Linked DNA regions of Bombyx mori: region 1 is linked to region 2. The links are chromatin contacts, called in public Hi-C maps. All regions are on one chromosome and are shown on one strand. Each heading gives the region's core, a stretch centred on a gene start, on an enhancer-like site or on the middle of the called end of the contact. The rest is flanking DNA. Distances are from core to core; before and after follow the strand shown. Region 1 overlaps Pdk (pyruvate dehydrogenase kinase). Region 2 overlaps Pdk (pyruvate dehydrogenase kinase).

Evidence for each region. Hi-C and Micro-C count contacts between places; a contact is called where the count stands out from the background.
Region 1: a Hi-C map of midgut shows a contact between it and region 2, with 2.3 times the contacts expected there. The contact joins two enhancer-like sites. A contact is called at or near these places in 3 of 7 Hi-C or Micro-C datasets (midgut, posterior silk gland and whole pupa).

The regions. Positions count from the first base shown.
Region 1 is chr2:1,562,105-1,565,886 of ASM3026992v2, forward strand. The region is part of intron 1 of Pdk (pyruvate dehydrogenase kinase); the gene reads right to left. Among protein-coding and RNA genes, the nearest start is that of Pdk, 16 kb to the right of the region's middle. Within about 2 kb of position 1,582, at least 5 of the 8 cell types and tissues checked have open chromatin away from gene starts, as enhancers often do.
Region 2 is chr2:1,520,013-1,523,539 of ASM3026992v2, forward strand. It overlaps Pdk (pyruvate dehydrogenase kinase), which reads right to left. Exons shown (of 9, transcript NM_001114643.2): 6 at 3,476-3,527; 7 at 2,608-2,722; 8 at 2,102-2,211; 9 at 1-1,785. The coding sequence ends at 1,615. Among protein-coding and RNA genes, the nearest start is that of LOC101739633, 8.5 kb to the left of the region's middle. Within about 2 kb of position 2,084, at least 4 of the 8 cell types and tissues checked have open chromatin away from gene starts, as enhancers often do.

The DNA.
Region 1 (3,782 bases), core at 332-2,831, 42 kb after region 2:
CTCTCCATCATCCTCTATTCATCAAGTATGGTATGGTAAGGCCATACGGACTTAGACCAATATCCAGAATTACTGAGCGAATGATTGACGCATGCTTTTGAATGGTCTGAAAACCGTCATGCCAGACTTAAGACTTTGACCCCATGTCTCAAAAGTATAAACTTTTTTTGCCTCTGCGGCTCCTTACGCCAACTATGACATAAATAGCCATACTTAATGCAACTTTTTTTAAATCACACACATTATAAACATTGCAACTTGTAGCGTCAACACAACCACGTGATTATCTTGTTAGCAAACGTTCACTCCCTTGAGTCGTCCCGCAGAGGTCACACGAAGTATAATATATACGTGAAGCATTTTACTGGGTCGAGTTAAATGTATGAGGAAAACGTGTTATCTTCCGTAAGGATGTCAACAATCATACAGCAAATAAGGAAAATGTACGTTTCTTTGATAGGGGGTCGATAAGTTACGTCTAAACCGGTTTGGTTATGCCTACCCAGGCTCGAGAAATCTTGGCTTCATTGAATTGCGGCTATCCTAACCTTTAAATGGCCACAGTCTGACAATCTAACATAAAAGAACAGTAGATTTTTTAATAGTAATGTCATCATTCTGTTCAACGACTAATAATGCTCTGCTAGTATTGGGAAGACAAAAGCGCAGGTCAGACCATACTCTTATGTTCTCGACACGGATTTTTCTATGTATTTGGTCTTATATTATGATTTTTCGTATACATTCTATATTCGATCTATCTATCTATTCTTTTTTTTTTCCTGAGAGGCTATATCAGCGTCGCCTTAACTAGTAAGTGAGCTCACGGGGCTCAAATCTGATGACGTTGCTAACACTAACCCTAGCAAAAAGAGTGCTTCGCAGAATCTGCCACCGGATCAGAAACGCGACCCACTGAGAAGATCCGGCGAGAACGATGACCGGGTCCTTCTCTGGTAGAATACATTATTTGTCCAACCTATGTGCTTATTTGATTTTTTACAAAACCGATACACGAGTGTGGCGGTAGCCATCTTAGTACACAAGATATTTGACAGGTACCTGAATCTCGCTAACAAGGTTTTCAAGATAAGCTTACGTATATACAGGTTCCGAACAACAACATTTGGGCTGTTGGTGTACAGAGAAATTTCAAACGCGCGGTGGAGGAACTTACCGTTTGTGTTGACCTTCCAAATTGGTTACATTTCATTTTTATATATTCTGTCTATTTGTTTGTCCAGGATAAGTTCCCAAGCATTTGAACTATTACGACTTTCATTTAAAGCTTATTCGTTCTCCTCGGAGAAAAATGTAGGCTTTTTCATTCTTATTTCTGTACTAAATATTGAAAACCAGTATACTTTCTTGAAAATCTATTTTGCTTCATCGAAAATTTGCAAATCATTTACCGAATCACAAATAACACGGGCATTATTATACATAGAATTACGAAAATAAGCTTTATTTCTGACGACAAAGAATCTATTTCTGTTTTACTGTCTGATTATAACACAGGGCTTTTTGGTTCTAGATTGGTTCCGAGCGTGTGCATTTGAACATAAATTTGTATATCGCGCAGTTGCAGTGACGCGTGCGCCATATCTCAGATTAACTGCGCACGAACTTGGTAATACACCACGTGTAGGTCCAGGGTCGAGTGAATAACATAAAAGCATGGTGAATCTCAACTGTCTCCTCCTCCTCGCGTCGTTTCCTCTCTGCTGAAGGTCGTGACCATTATATGTCGACAGGATTTTGCTTCTTGAAATGTCCCGCCAGCGCCTCCGATCATTGGCCGCATGAAGAGCGTCGTGGAATGGGATCTCGAGTGTGGTGCGGATTTGGTCGAATCACCTTGTCGGACTGCGCCTGTAGTCCCAACTGTAGGGTTTGCAAAAACGGTTTCCAAAAAAGACACCTTGTTTGATCTTTATCTGTTCCTAAGCCAAGCCCTTCATGCTATGAAACTTGGTCAGTTGTTGGGACTCCAAGGAAGGTTATAACAGTACCATTGTGTTACGAAAGGTGACGCAGGAGTAGTTTCAAGAAATCGATGCTTTTATACAATCACCGTGACCGGAATTTGTTACTTGAAATTATAAACGTTACAGAGCAGTGTTTTCATTACATGAGTTTAGCGGTTGCTATCATAAACTAGAAGATATTTGACAAACGTCCTTGATATTTCAAAATCGGTTTGCATATATCCAACTTCCAATCATTAGCAAGCAGTCTGCCGATCTATTTCGGTGGCAGATCTTCCCTTTGTCATTATCCTCATCATTCACTCATTATATCCCAATCATCAATTATTGTATGTCCCTAACTAGGTTCAAGTTTGGTTAATTTATAGCCATGAGGCTATGCAAGCTTTTTTTTTTATAGTGGCGAAATTTACCAAAAGGGATTCAACAAAGACGAAAGCAAGCCCTATAAAGAGTTTCTCTACGTTCACATTGGCCGAGTCTTGGCCAACATGTATTGCCAGATTTACTATACTGTATTTCATCAAACAATATAATAGTTTCGAGATAAGATCTATCAAGAGAATCCTGTTTACTGTACTTTGTACTTTTGATAAAGTTTAAGAGGCATTGTTTATCTCGACGCCTTTGTTTTAAGATCAAATCATACTTATCATTAATGGCATGTTAGAAGTGGTGGCATATTGTGGGCTTGGTACCGAGGCTTCAACCCGATAGCTCAAAGTGGGCATGGCAGTTGTGTTGTGACGTGTATCAGTTTTTATGTATAGGAACAAGGAACTCTTAGGCTCGTAATATCAAGCGTAGTTTAAAATATCTTAAAGATTAAGCGGTTCAATCGCTGGATCGATTCCGGATCAAATCATGAGATTGGGTCTGAGCTGTTTTTTTCAAAATGGCCACTTGAAATCAACAGCTGCTGTTCTAAGACCGATTTCGTTGACCAAAACTGCGTTGTGCAAGGCTCAAGGAAATAAAAACAAACAAACTGTTGAATTCTTTCTGTCTGCTGTAAAAAAAAACAATTCTCCTGTCTTATATACATTAGTTTTTTCAGCTTGAAAGCCGTAAAAATTGAAAAGAATGGAACACAAAATATTGCCATACGTGAAAATATCATCTTAGTTTAGCTAAACTAGGTTTGTTTTCGTATTGATATTACGAAAGAAGTATAGTGATTATACCATGGTACAAATTTGAACTAAGTTTTGTTAATCTTTGGTTCTATACCACGATTGATATATCGGGCCTCCAAATTCTGCCCGGAAAGCATATAACTTATGCGACAGCATAACATGCACTCAACACATGCACGCTTCGAGATGCCAATATAGTCGAGTTCCCAAGGGCGAATGAAAAATGGACGTAAAGTGAATATTGGCGCGACGCCATATTTTTGTCGTAGGTCAATGCTACTGTATAACTGTTGAATAAATATAAACGTTATTACTTCCTGTGTTCGTTGAAATTTGGGTGAATTTCGCCTTTGTTTAAAGTGCGCATTGTCTTTTTGTTTTGATTGCGAGATGTAAAAGCGCCCTTTTTTGTTCAGAACCTCGATAATTAACTTTAGTTGAATACAATTAATTGGCTTGCAGGAGCTGGACGAGAGAAGCCAAGGATCGTGCTCAGTGGCGGGCAATTGGAGATGCCTATGTCCAGCAATGGACTGTTATAGGTTGATGATGATTAACTAATTATTATATGATAATTAACTAATTAATTTTACTGAGAAAAAATCATGCACAATCATCCTGCTTAAAATTACGATTCCGTTATGGGTTATCAAAGACT
Region 2 (3,527 bases), core at 834-3,333:
AAAGCCGCTTGACGTAACTCCTCGGGATCCTCCAAAAAGTTCACTGAGAAAGTCTCAGTTAATGAACACCATTTTACTGAGATTATATTTAATCCCATATCATCTCATTTCATTTCATGCCATGAAACATTTATCATATAAATACACTTAAATATAAAAGATTAGGCTGTATGGTGTGACGCCTTTGCCTTTCCAGTTGGAAAAATAAAACTACTACTACTTAAAACAATATGATTTTTTGATTGTTTAATTGTTTTTTTGTAGGAATCGACGTAAGAAATGCGAGATTCCGGCTTCTGTCATATTTGACAGATGTCAAAGAAACTGCTTAACTTGCCTAACTGCCTAACTTGACGTGCTTTTGGTTCGACCTCACGTCTCAATGTTGGGTCGTTCGCGTCGTGACGTATATGGACTGGGGCATCGACTTCACACCACCTGTCTACCCATCCGTGCGAGATTTGAATCGCGTATAATAACTGACTCGACCTTGTGATCCTAATGCTGACGTAAAATACATCTATTCCTAGTTTTTTTTTAATTATATATTATCTAGACTACTTTATTTTGTACACAATAGTTAATGACCAAACTATTCAGAAACATTTTTAAACTTCCCCTTATATTTAAGCTTCGCTTTGTCAACTTAGAAAAAAAATTAACAAATACTTTGACAAACGTCAAAGCTGTCAAACACGAACCATCGACAACGATTTTTCGGCAAACACTTTTTTTAAATTTTAAAGAAACAGTCCCGGTACAGCTTCCCTTAACCATATCCCACAGTCGTTGCTACATCGTCACTTATGCAAATTATGTATTTTTTTTTCAAGAGAGCCCTTTGAAAATTGAACATCTTATTACAATTAAATAGTTCTTCTCGACTAATGAAATGAAATTATTATAATATAAAAACTACAACTTTAAAACTTCATCAGTAAAAGCAAACCTCTCACTAATAACTGAGACAAAATGTATTTTCTTAAACTCAGTTCAGTTTGAACATAAATTTTGCATAAGTGACATTATTATTGGCATTATATATGCGGTATATGAAATTTTCGATATCACCACACAGACACACACAGCGAAAAACGTGTATATCTATAATGTCCCAAACAAAGTTCTATATAGGATCTTCAGAGTTGGGCAATAAAACCGAATCGTTAGGTCGTTCGGACTCGCCTCGTGGACTCGAGTTTTAGAGCGAGACGACCGACTATCGCTGTCTCTATCTCTGTGACGTCAGCATCGGAGAGGCCAAGCTAACAGAACTAGCATCATTGATGATGATCTGATGATGCAGAAAGTTGTACCTTTTTTTTGATTGCTTAGATGGGTGGACGAGCTCACAGCCCACCTGGTGTTAAGTAGTTACTGAAGCCCATAGACATCTACGACGTAAATGCCCCACCCACCATGAGATATAAGTTCTAAGCTCTCAAGTATAGTTACAACGGCTGCCCCCGCCTTTCAAGCCGAAACGCATTACTGCTTCACGGCAGAAGTAGGCAGGGTGGTGGTACCTACCCGCGCGGACTCACAAGAGGTCCTACCACCAGTAAAATCTGAATACCTGAATGGCGCCGGTCGGACTACTACCAGCCTAGGGGACTATAGGCTGTGCGATATCGGTGATGAGAGCGGAGACACTTTCTCCCTCCTGCACTGATTCGAGGAGTTGAGGGTGCCGGACCAGTCCGCCAGCTGGGACGAGGGGCGGTAGAACTTCGAAGACGTCTTATTGAAAACCGGCAGTAGTTCGTTGGCTTCGTTCGTTAGAGCCTGGTGGTAACGGTTAATATGATTTTAATGATATATATATACATATAAATAAAATTGAAGTGTCTGTTTGTAATACTGTTTTGCGGTAGGCAGAGACTTGGCTCTGCCCCTGGCATTGCTGAAGTCCAAGGGCGACAGTAACCATTCACCATCAGGTGGGCCGTATGCTCGTCTGCCTACAAGGGCAATGAAAAAAAGACCATCTTAGCATTTTATCGCCTGTCACTTGATGGGGACCGGCTTGAGTCGCCCATTCACAAGGAGAGGGTGGGATGAGGGAGGGTTGGTCAGCTACTGTCCTTAGTGTCTGGTGTACCTTGAGGTAGATGACGGCGTCCGTGCCGTAACCCTCGCACGATACCAGCACCAGGTCGCCGTGGAAGTACCGCGCGTACAGGCGAGAGATGGGCAGCCCGTATCCGTAACCTGCGAGATCAACGCACTGATTAGATATAATATGAAGCCGTCTTGGGGCTTGAGACGTGAGGTCGAAGAACTGTGTCTACAATTTTCCAGTTCATTTCTGATTTTAACAACAGATGGCAGATGGAAGTGGTTACTGGAGCCCATAGACATCTACAACGTAAATGCCACCACCCACCTTGAGATATAAGTTCTAAGGTCTCAGTATAGTTAGAACGGCTTATCCACCCTTCGAACCGAAACGCATTACTGTTTCACTGCAGAAATAGGCAGGGTGGTGGTACCTACCCGCGCGGACTCACAAGAGCTCCTACCACCAGTGCAAGTTGTTGTGCTGTTTTGATTGATATTGACAGGGTCGTCGACCTATGCTGCGTGACGTAAGAGGGTCTAGCTTACCCGCTAGCGGCACCGTGTGCGAGTCGGACTTGGAGGGCTGCGGCGCCGTGCTGTACATGTACTTGAACAGAAGCTCCGACACGCTGCGCGGGATGCCGCCGCCGCGATCAGACATCTGCAACAAGGGGACGGATTAGCGCTTCGCCAGGGGGGACCGCCGCTGACACTGGGGGACCGGGGTAGGGGGCCGCCCTTGACACTCTGGGGGGAGGGGACCGCCCTGACTCTCAAGGGGACCGGGGGAGGGGGCCGCCTCTGACACTCTGGGGGACCGAGGGGTGTATGACAAATGAACCTTCACGACGAAGGTCCTCTTAGCACATTGGGTTAGTGTTTACTGTCCATGCAGGCAGACGAGCATACGGACACCTAATGATGAATGGTCCCCGTCCCTGGACTAACGGTACACTTTTCCTTTGTTGCGATCTGTTGCTCGTGCCTATGTTTAATATTGTTCTTTGGACTTCCTACAGCTTTATCTGTGCCTTCTGTTGCTCCGTACTTTCTCCTTCTACTTCTCTTTCTCCTTCTAAATATACTGTGCAAATAGGAAATAAACTGCCTATCCTATTACGGACTCCTTAGTGTGAAACTGGTGACCCTACGAACTGTTTTTAAAATCAATAAAAAAATACGTTTCAGTTTTCTTTGCTGACGCTCCTTCGATTTGTGGCACACAAAGGCGCCTGTCTGTAGGAGTCACCACCGTCCTATCTACCTCTGCCACGAAGCAATATACTCGAAACTTCAATTACAAAAGTAGCATCAGATTATGATGTCCATGGACCACGGCGAGCCCGTAACACCGTAAACCAGTTTCTGCAATAAACTAAGACCCTTCATCCGTATGTGCCTTGCGTGCGTTCACCTTAACGGATATGTCCTCTTTCCCGTTGACGAGGTTAACTTGTATCGGCGGT